Regions from separate parts of the Anser cygnoides genome. Here region 1 is linked to region 2. A link is a contact called in public Hi-C data. All regions are on one chromosome and are shown on one strand. Each heading gives the region's core, a stretch centred on a gene start, on an enhancer-like site or on the middle of the called end of the contact. The rest is flanking DNA. Distances are from core to core; before and after follow the strand shown.

The links. A called contact is a pair of places that touch in the nucleus more often than the background predicts.
Region 1: a contact with region 2 is called in a Hi-C map of liver, with 4 times the contacts expected there. The contact joins the promoter of PRDX1 here to the promoter of EIF2B3 in region 2. A contact is called at or near these places in 2 of 7 Hi-C or Micro-C datasets (both in liver).

What each region holds. Positions count from the first base shown.
Region 1 is chr8:23,794,218-23,799,981 of Taihu_goose_T2T_genome, reverse strand. It overlaps PRDX1 (peroxiredoxin 1), which reads left to right and starts at 3,436. Exons shown (of 6, transcript XM_048058910.2): 1 at 3,436-3,590.
Region 2 is chr8:23,519,899-23,525,086 of Taihu_goose_T2T_genome, reverse strand. It overlaps EIF2B3 (eukaryotic translation initiation factor 2B subunit gamma), which reads left to right and starts at 1,411. Exons shown (of 12, transcript XM_048059023.2): 1 at 1,411-1,558; 2 at 1,769-1,917; 3 at 3,851-3,990. The coding sequence starts at 1,770. It overlaps HECTD3 (HECT domain E3 ubiquitin protein ligase 3), which reads left to right. Exons shown (of 21, transcript XM_048058962.2): 18 at 84-158; 19 at 287-368; 20 at 445-516; 21 at 616-766. The coding sequence ends at 724.

The sequences.
Region 1 (5,764 bases), core at 2,187-4,686, 270 kb before region 2:
TGCCAGTGACTGAGACGAAAACTCAAGGCTGGTGGGATGTGTACCTCATTATAACCACACCTAAAGAAAGCTGTAACCAGCTTTGTCTTTAACTTCAGGCCTCCATTTATAAAGTATGTAAATACAAAGATTTTTTTAACATTGTGTCAGCAATTAGGGAAAGTACATATCTGACAAGGCTTCGAAGAGCCTCCTGTTTATATTTCCAGAAAGATCATCCTGCCGCAGACTCTTTCATTGCTGTTCTGATTTCAGCTGCTCAGGAGGTTTATAGGCACAAAGGTTAATTAATCTCTTGGGCGTTCACATGACCAGATTTTTCTGTGGTGTAGCCTGTTCTGACAAAACGCAGGAACGTAGAAAGAGAGCACATGGAAAACACAAGGCAATAAAAATGACAGGAAATACAAAATTGTGAAGAGGAAAGAATAAAGGAGAAGGAAAAACTGCTGGGTTTGATTTATTTTTGGAGCCCTTGCCAATCAAAAATCCCATTGGAAATCAGCAATCTTAATGAAATAGAAAATGCCTGATTTATATTAATGTCACATATGAAAACTTAAACCTTAGTTTCCAATGATGTAACGGGGAGTAAAGGGAAAAGGTAAGGAAGAGTGAAATGTTTTGTCATCAAAAAGTAGTGATTATCCAGACATACAGTAATGAAGTTTCTTCATAAAAAGGTGTGTAAGAAGGAAGAGGTTATGCAGGACATTTTGACCTAGAAACATAGTCTTCACTTGAGCAAAGCAATGAAAACCAAATATGTGCCCTGTATATTTAAATGATATGTAATTGTTTTCATTAAAACTACTGTGCACCAGCTGTTTAAGCATAAATGCCCCAGGGCCTGGGAACATCTCAGTTGTTGACTTTTGAGTTGTCTTTTTGCATATGTTATATTGAAATGTCCTCACGTGGTCAGGACTTCACTCTTACTATGTCCCTGACGGCAATGTGTGTATACAGTAAGTTCAGTATGTTCGGGATTCAGCTGGCTTTCTGCATGTGCAGAGATCAGCTCTACAGAACATACACGATGATGTCCCAATGTGCTGGCTTTAGAGGGCATTCAGGGATTTTCTCTGCTGCAGAACTGACTTTTATCTTCTTGGGGGGCATGCCCAGGGCAGCCACCACCCAAGCCCAGCTCCCAGTACTGTTCTGGCTAGATTCATCTTACTCCTGGATACACTTATATAAAAAACTCAAATTCTGCCCCAACAAAATAGATGGAAACTCAGATGTGGTTGTGTCCTGAAATAGGACCAATGCCTTTATTTTTACAGTTCTCGGCACACCAAGGTCCAATTACTAACCAAGATGTCTGGGAGATACTGTGATCAAAAAGATAGATGTAAAATCTGTTGCAGTTACTGATTTGGAAATCTTTGGGTAGCTTCAGTGCTCCAACATGGCAGGGCCAGCCATCTCTGCTTTGCTAATGCATAGACTACTTATTATGGCCATAGCCGTATGGATGGGCGCAAAGTGGCTCCTGATGCTCTGTGCTAATCAGGTATGGGCTGATCCTGTCTAGCAGCTATTTTAACAGAGCACAACATCAGGGCTAATCCAGAGCAGAGCGTGGAGAAACAAAGTGTCCTCCCAGCACCTGTTTGGGTAGACATGCCCTTTCCTTCTTGAAAAACTACTATTTTTTTTTTTTTTTCTAAATAGCATCATGTACCTAAATACCGAAACAGGCCACAGAAACCTATCTGCTCACTGAACAAGGAGCAGCCCTGACAATTTCTCTCTCCCAAACATCCAGAAACTGATGTTTGGAAAGATTAGTTCAGAAACTAATCAAAAAATAATGAGGCCATGGACATATGAATGGAAATGCAATGCTAAAGGCACAAACCCGGAACAAACTGCATTGCAGTAGCTAAGCAAAATGGGTATGTTATGCATCTGAAAGTGTGAGAAATGAGCATAGCAAGCACTGAAACCATGAGAAAGTCATTACTGCGTTGTCCACTGGTTAATATGCTAGAGTTGCAGGGAGACTACATTCTTGTAGAGGTATTAATTAGGACAGCCTGACCTTTCAGGGGTTAACCTGTTCACAGGTACATGGCCTGAGCTGATACCAAGTTATATACACATCTCAATTTATAGACCCCAATTGTCCTCAAAATATTGATATTAAGAAAGTGACAAACTTCTTTCTTGAAAAGATTAAGCATGCTGTAACAACAGAAATAGCAGTAGATATATTATTTGAATTAAGGTGAGCTCTTTTTTTTTTTATTGAGCACACATATTAATGTTACATTGCTTTTATTATTTGAGGGAGTAACTTCATCTGGTACTGAAACCAGTCATCTCTTGGGTGATTCACTACACAGGTATAGTCACCCAGCAACACTGCACATTGTTGTAGATTGTAAACAATTAAAGTTTGCTAATCCTTTGTGGTTTTCTCCTCATTACAATTTATAATCAAGTTTTAACCGGTATAAGAAACACAACTGTAAAATGGAAGACAGACAAGGAGTAAAAATCAGTTGGTAAACAAGTTTATCACTTTTGACTAAAGTGAGCAGTTTTGTCATTGACCCTTTTGTCATGGGCCCTTTATAGCCTTTAGCATTCATTATTTAATAAAACTTTTATGTGTACACTCAGGTTTTGGTCCTCAATCAAAAAGTAAAAGGACTGTTTCAGCTCTCTTGGATGCAAACACGATGCACGTGGGAATTCACTCAGGCTAAACATCCCTCAGAGAGGCTTCACAGAACTCTCTGAAATGAGTGAGTGTGTTGACCAAGAGTTTCCATCCTAACCCCGAAGCTTCGAGGTTACAGTTAATGGAGTTTTCAGCTTTTTTCATGACTTGTATGACTTGGATCGGTCTTGCCATTAACAGGGAAGTATCACTGGAAGCCCCGAGAATTAGAACCAGGTTGAGGAGGCGGTTGATAATACAGGGGAAGAAGATAGAAGATTTGACCCCGCACCTATACAATACTGCGAACGCATTTTGCTTTGTTGAAAAGGTCAGATTTTATTGATGTTGAAGTCAATGGCAAACTCCCATTCACCTAAACGGCATGCCAGCCACGTCTCACTTTTCCTCAACACCCAGTGCATTCTCTGCTTCTCTTATGTCTCCTAACAATTACGACTTGCTTCTACTGAGGTATTAAAAAGCCACTTCTTGCAGCGAGCCACCTGAATCACCTTCTGAATATCCCCACACCGAGCATTCCCCCGGCACCTCCCAGGACGCTATCCAACCACCTCCATTTATTCATATATATATATATTTTTCTGCTTTCAGCAGCCGGGGGCCGTGTCCCCGCTCAGATAAGGCTATCAAGCGGGGGGAGCCGGCCAGCATTGTGCCGAGTCATGCTGCCCTTGCAAGCCTCCCGCTCGGCCCCGGCGGCCCGTGAGGGGCGGGCGGAGGCCGTGAGGGGAGGCCGGGCGGAGGGCGGGAAGGAGGCCGGGAGGGCCTCGCCCGTCTCCTCGCGAGATCGGGGCCGCTATAAAGCGGCGGGGCGGCGGGGGCTGCCGCATTCGCGGCTTCCTGCTGGGGTCGGGCCTGGTTCGGGGTCTCGTCGAGCTGAGGAGGTCTTTTGGTGAGTGCTGGGGGAGCTGCGTGGGGCTGCGCTTGCAGCGACTGGGGTGGTCGTGATTTTTTTTTTTTCGGAGGGAGTTTTTTTTCCTTTTTTTTTCCTTTTTTTTTTTTAATTTGGTTTTGTTCTCCCCTCCCCCTCTGCGCAGATGGGGTCGCTTTCTTCATCTCTTCCCTTTTTTCTTCTCCCTTTTCCCTCCCCCTCCTTCTAACGGAGGGATGGCAAGGACCTCCCCCGCCCCCCTCACCGCCGGTGCTGGGCTCGGCCGCTGCCTCCCGTCCCCGCTCCGCAGTCGCTCCGGAGTCACTCCGGAGCCCGCCCTACGCGAAGCGGCGTCGGGCGGTGTGCGAGCAGCCGGCTGCGGCGTGCTGCAGCCCGGCGGGTCGGTCTCCTCTGACCGCAGCTCGGAGGCTTTAACCGCAGTGCTGGGGGTAGCGGGGAGGAAGGCTGGGGTGTTGTGCAACGGCCTTAGGTGTCCTAAAGGTATGAATTCTTCGCTAGAGCGCAGGCCTGGCTTGGTGTAACTGCAATTTAAAGATAATTGAGGCTGCGCCGTAGCTGTGAGCAACTGGAAGGTGCTCTGAGTCCATTAAACTGCGCTGCATTTGCAGCGCCTGCTCGCCTTTCCTCTCGAGGGAAAGGAACTGCCGTGCTGAGGCTGTGGTCTGTGCCTCTGCGGGTTAGGAAACGCTGCGGCTAAAATCCAGGCAGAAGGTGGGAATGCGTGCTGCTCTCGCCAAGAAGAGCAGGCGGCGGCAGGTTGCAGTGGAAAGCAGTTGGATTGCAGTGCAATGCAACTAAACCTCCTAATCTGATGTTAAAGACCTTCGAGTTACCTAAAAAGGGGACAATAACCCCCTGCTTTAGAAAGGAGAAGTGCCAGAGAGCAGTCTGACAGTGTTTATTTGACACTGAATCCCCAGTAATACACTCCAGGGACTGTCGGTGGAACAAATATAGAAGGATTGGCATCGTACTGAGTAAAAGGATGACCTTGAGCTTGAGTACTGTAAAATAATGTAATTCAGTGACGAACTGTGGGGTCATGCACTCCGGATAAAACACAGGTATTGTTCAGAAGACAAAATTCATTAGTTGGCAGTATCTCAGAGAAATATTGTGCAATGGTTGTCCCCTTGTCCCCTCTCACAGAACTGCAGTTTCAGGATTGTATCTGTATTCATGGCTACGTGAAGAGTTCAGAGGGTTTATTAATGTCATCCTACTAGGCTGTTTCAGTACAATCTTATGAATGCCTGGCAGTTTTGGCCACCATCATTCATAAGATTACTTCCTAGCCTGCTGAATTTGAAGACAAATCCCTTGGATGAACACAGGGATGAAGAAGAGCTTGCTTGTGGCACAAGGCAGTTAGAAACACTGAGTAAGGTGGTGCTTTTCAAACCAAACTGAGGTAGCAGGTTATTGTTTCTGTATTCTCAGGGTGTGTAGGAGGAGCCTTCAAATGTAAAACTTATAATGAAAAGGTTCTAAACTGATAAGTTTAAATTTGACTGAAAGGTAAATACTTCTTACAGCTTCTGGACTAGTTCTCCAGAAAGTATGTGGCAAGGAGGAAGGAGCCAAGAAGTAAGGTGTTTCTGACCTGTTCTGGAATGGACTTTGTGCCTTGCAGGCAGAATTTATAAAGATCTTTGAATCTTACCTTTCTTTAGCGATATGAGACTCGTACTAACCTTACAGAGGTTTGTATCTCCAAGTCAGCTAGTGCCTGTACAGTATATAGAATGTCTTCAGTGAGATCACGTCAAAAAGACTGAGCCAAAGAAACAAGGTTCACAAGCTGTCTGAAAAATTATGCTCTGAAAGTGAAAGTAACTGGAATTCAAGAAGTGATGCACAAATTCTGCATTCCCAGACAGAGCAAAAATACTCTCCAGGACATGTTGCAAATGACTTGGTGTTAGGCCAGGCAGCCAGAAGTTAAGCTCTGTTGTCCTTGTGTACCCTCTTACTCTTTTTTAGTAGACTGAAGTATTCAGGGGGAACAACCTGGCCTTACTGGTTTAAGACATGGTGAAATTTTACTTGCTAACATAAAATGTGATTACCAAGTATACCATGAGTCTTCTGTTCACAAATGAAACAAGGTGGCTTTGTTTGCAAGGCTAAAGTGTAATTATGTAGAGAACTTCTCCATTGTTATCTTGGGAGAT
Region 2 (5,188 bases), core at 162-2,661:
GGGCTGCACAGAGGGGTGCGTTGCGTCCCACGTTAATTTCCTTTGCTGGGAGCTCCTAACGAAGCGTTTATTCCTCACTGCAGTCACGTTTGAGGACTTGCAGTCCGACGACCCCCGCATCCGGATCTTCTTGGAGGCGCTCAGCAACTTCACCAGCGGTGAGCGACCGCGTGCCTTCCCCGCTCCTCACCCACCGGGCCAGGACCCACGGGGATGTCCCATCCCCTCGGAGCGTCCCGCCTGGGCTCTGGGGGTGACCCCAAACCTGTCCCCTGTCCTTCCCCAGAGGACCTCAGCCGCTTCCTCAAGTTCATCACGGGCCGCAGCCGCCTCCCGGTTCAGATCACCGTCCACCCAGACAAATCGGGGTGAGTCCGTCCGTCCTGCCCGGCCGTGTCCCCGCGGCGCAGGCGCCTGACCCGCCTCTCCTTTCTTTCTCCCAAGAACGCAGCAGCTGGACGTGATGCCCAAGGCCTCCACGTGCTCCTGCACCTTGTTCTTGCCCAACTACTCCTCGTGAGTGCAGCTGGGGACGGGGACGCTCGTCCTCCCTTCCATGAGGACGTGGGGGGGTCCGGTGCCCGTCCCCGACGTAACCCGGCGTCTCGCCTGCAGGGCCCGGGCCTGCGAGGAGCTGCTGCGCTACGCCGTGTACAACTGCATGTCCATCGACACCGACGAGCCCGTGGCACAGGACGTGTCCGTCGACTCCCCCGAGCTGTAGCGACGTTTCGTGGAATAAAAACACAACGAGGCTGTGCTCGTGTCTGGGGTGTGGAGAGCACGGTTTGTGCGGGGGGGGCTGCATGTCCTGTCCCCTCCCCGGGCCACCAGCTTCCCCCTGCAGCCTGGGTGTCCCCATGAACTGATGGGGGCATGCACGTGCGGCGTGTCCTCTGTCAGAGGGGTGCACCCTGCCCTGGTGCCCCCATCCCAAACGCAGTGCCATGCCTCTCCTCCGCACATGGGAAGGCAATGGGAAGGGTGGGGTGCTCAGCACCACCCCGTCTCAGCCCTGCACCCCCACCCTGTTATCCCAGGAGCCTGTGCCTTCAGCGGTTCCCCTGGTAAAGCACCTGGATGGTGGGATGAGCTTCCTGGGACGTGCCTGGCTGGGGATGCACCCCAAAAAGTGCCCCCATATAATGCACCCCATAGAGTACCCCCCCCGCGAGGCACCCTGCGATGCACCCCGCGAGCTGCTGCCCTGCAGTGCACCCTATAACCCCCCCTCATGCAGTGCACCCTATAACCCCCCCTCATGCAGTGCACCCTATAACCCCCCCCACGCCCCCTACCACCCCCCATGCCCCCTACACTCCCCCCCCCCACCAGGGGGCGCTGTCCCCTCGAGCCCCCCCCCCAGCAGATCGATGACTCGGCGCTCCGCAGCCTGCCCTCCTCCCGTCGGCGCTCCTCTCGCCTCCCTGGCGAGGCGGAGGGGGGGATCGATGCTCTCGGCGCTCCTCGAGCCGCTCGGCTGTCCGCGCGCATGCGCGCTGCGCGCCGGCGCCGCCATTGCGGTGCTGTCAGGGAGCCGGTGAGGAGCGGAGCGGAGGTAACGTACCGGTAACGGGCCGGTAACGTCATTTAACGTAACGCAACGTAACGTGACGTGACTTAACGCAACGTACCGGTGGTACCGGCGCCTCGCAGCGGGTTCTGGGGGGCGGGGGGGCTCGGTTGGGCCCGGCCCGGCCCGGTTGGGCCCGGTTCGGCCCGGTTGGGCCCGGCCCGGCCGTGACGCGGCCCCTCGGTGCCGTTGCAGGATGGAGTTCCAGGCCGTGCTGATGGCGGCGGGCGGCGGCTCCCGCATGACGGACCTGACGGCCAGCATCCCCAAGCCGCTGCTGCCCGTGGGCAACCGGCCCCTGCTGTGGTACCCGCTGAACCTCCTGGAGCGCGCCGGCTTCGAAGGTGAGGCGGGGTGCGGGGGAAGGGGGGCGGCGGGCTCACCCGTCCGGTGTCCTGCTGCTGCCAGCTGCCAGCCTCTCCTCGTTGTCACGCCTTGTCTTGTCGCTGCTCGTCAGGGCAGTGGCCTTATGGAGGCCTCCTCTCCGCAGCAGACCTAATTGTGACTGCTCCTCACCCATATCACATCCTTTACTTTTAACTCTAGGCCACATCCGTGCGTGCTCCCTTCCTGCTTCCCCCCTCACCAAGGGTTTTCTCATCTACGTGCTGTGCTTAAGTTTGGAGTCCTTCCGAGCGTTGTTAACCTGGAGTCTTTCTCTCGTCTCTTTCCCTGAGTTGTTAATAAAAATGGCATGAGAAGCGTGTCAGCTCTCTTGGGATGTCTCTCAGTTTGTTGTTCCAATGTGGCGTGAAGTTCAGGGTTATTTGTTCTGTTTGAGGCATTTAGTTCTTGTTGCAGCACGGCGCTGAGTGCTGGCCTTCAGACAGAGCCGGGCAGGGGGAGCTGGCAGGCTGGTAGTGCTGTTTTCTGGGCCTCATTTCACAAGAGAGCTCAAGCGATAAATTTTTGGTGAGGTTCTTTCGCATTATCTGTCATTAGATTTCTGTTTAGCTTTTCGGTGATGGCCCAAATCTTTCTGTAGTGTTCCCCATAACTCGTAAAACTTCCTGGTACCATTTGCATCTCCAGTTTTCACGCTTATATTTGTCCTTGCCTTTCTACTTTTGTTGTGTCTTCCGGGTGACTGTGCTGTTCTTCTGTGCTCTGTCTTGAGAAAGTGAATTCTTCTTCTAGCTGCTGCTCTTCTCTTTGAAGTTGTAGGGATCAGCTCGTGATTTACGTGTGTTGGCCTTTCCGTACGTCATACCATTTAGGGATGTATAGTTTGAGGTCATTTGTTAGTGATGTAAGACATTTCTCTCTCATCTCGCTGATTCGTGCCACTCGCACAGTCAGTGTTAAGAAACAAAGGGAAAAATAAATGTAAACCTATGCCTTCGTTTTGTGTCATTAAGAAATCCTTAAGAACTCTTCTATGCCCTGTGAAAATTTGGACATGCAAGGTTGTATATGCAGCTTCAGTAAGCAGTCAGACACCTTCTTGCTTTTCTCTTGCTTCTGTCCTCCGACCAAGCTGACACTTTTGTGCTAATACTCTGATGGCGTGAATCCTCTCTGAATCATAGCTTTTATTATCGTGTGATGTTTGGGTTCTTCCTGCTTGTTTATGTGAGTAAGTAGGTGTTCCACGGTCTGATTCGCTGCTTCCCCTTTGTCCCAACTGCAAGTGCTTCATCTTGGAATGAAGCCTGCATTTTCGTCTTTGTTTTGGAAAATATGCTTTCATGCCACCATTGATACACTTCAAATATGCTTTTACCTTTTTTTCTTTTTTAGGTGGAATGAGTTTGTTGTTCACAAACTACTCCACTCCCCTGCCAAGCTGCTGTTCGGCAATAGTTTAACTATTGCACTGTAATACTGTAGTTGGTGGTGTTGCCCACAGAGGATTATACAGGATGAGGCTGGGCAAAAGGCAAAGCTCTGAAACGCTGATGGTGTTAACACAGGGTCTCATTGGTGGCTTTTTGTAGGTCATACTGTTGAGGGATGTGCAGTTTGAGGCTGTTTGTTAATGATGGAAGACATTCCTCTTTCATCTCGCTGATTCATGCCACTCACACGCAGGTGTCCCTTTCAGCAACAGTTCCCCACCCATACAAAGCAAGAGAGATTGCTGTCACGTTAACAGCTTCTCTTCTGCCAAAGTTGTTATTGCCAAAAGCTCGTGGTTCAGTACCGTCAGACAGTTACATCAGTCAAGCCTTCTGATAGCTTCGTCAGGTACTGCAGATAAAAATTGAATGTGTCCTATTTGTGATGAATATATTAATTTTTTTTTGCTTGATCTCATCCCACTTTCCTCTGTCCTAGAGGTCATTGTGATTACAAGGAAAGAAATCCAAAAAATGTTAAACTTGGACACAAAAATGAAGCTGGACTTTGTGTGCATCAGTGACAACGCGGACATGGGTACGGCAGATTCACTGAGGCATATTCACCAGAAAATTAAGGTATTATTGTCTTTTATTGAACTTGACTGGAAGACATTTGTTTAAAATAATCCTTTTTTTCATTGTGCTTTAATAGTTTAAGAGCTGTACTGTGTAATACTATTGCAGGTAACTGGATTTCCCGATCTGCAGAAGATCTGACTTTTGTATAGGTCGTCTTGTGGGGGAACTCAGGCAAGGACTCAGAGTGACCACAAATGACAGCTAGGAAGGCTGGAGCAAATCCCGGCTGGGCACTAGCTGCTTTTTTAGCCAGAGTTAGCTTTCTGGCAGGTTAATTAAAAGGCTGTATTTGTTCATACAGTGTTCGTACAATATCATAATGTGTGACAGCTGTTGTCCAGTTGGTGCTCGGGGAAGCATTTCTGTAGGAATGTTCTTTGTCATCTTAGCTTAGGCAATACACCGATAGGTGAGTGAGCTTGGGTTTGGTTCTTGCAATTAGGCATCAGTTTTCTGCTTCTGCTGGCTTGGTCCCATGAGAAGCTCTTAGATAAACGGTGCCCAAATGTGATAAAGGGCTGCTTATAGCAGTCAGATGCTGGTTTAATGAAAATAATAGTCTCTTGAGTTTTAATTTCTAGCTGGACAAACAAAAACATTCCAGTGCAAGGTGGAAATGCTTCTTGGAACTCTTACCAAGATCTAGGATGGAATTTTGTTTTTTGTGGTTGCCATATACTTAATCTTTCTGATTTGTTCCCTGTTTGTTTAGGCCATCTTAGCCAAATTGGCTGTTTAAATAAAGGTTGCAACAGAACATCAATGGACCATTTAAAGTCCTGAGTTGCCTTTTGTCTTCAGGCTCTTATTGAAGGTAATAAACTGCAGCCTAAGAGGCTGTGTACTTCCAAGATAAAGACGACAATCAAGACATGGTGAAAATTTCTAGGCAAATATGGGTGTCCAGGTGGTACAATGAGAGAGATTTGGCAAGGGATTAATGCACAGGCTAGAATAAATCAGAGAGCAAAGAGAAGATACAAAGGCAAAAAGCAAAATCAACAAAATCACAGCTAAATTAACTGAATATTTCTGTCATGTGCAGAACTGCCCTCTGTAATACCTGTTTGCTAGTATTTTTTAAATGTGTATGTAGTAAGGAAATCTCTCTGCACTGCAAATTTTGACCCAGGCCTTACAGTTTTATTGTCTGTTCGGAGTGATCAGTCCAGCTGTCTACTTGTCCAACTTTTTG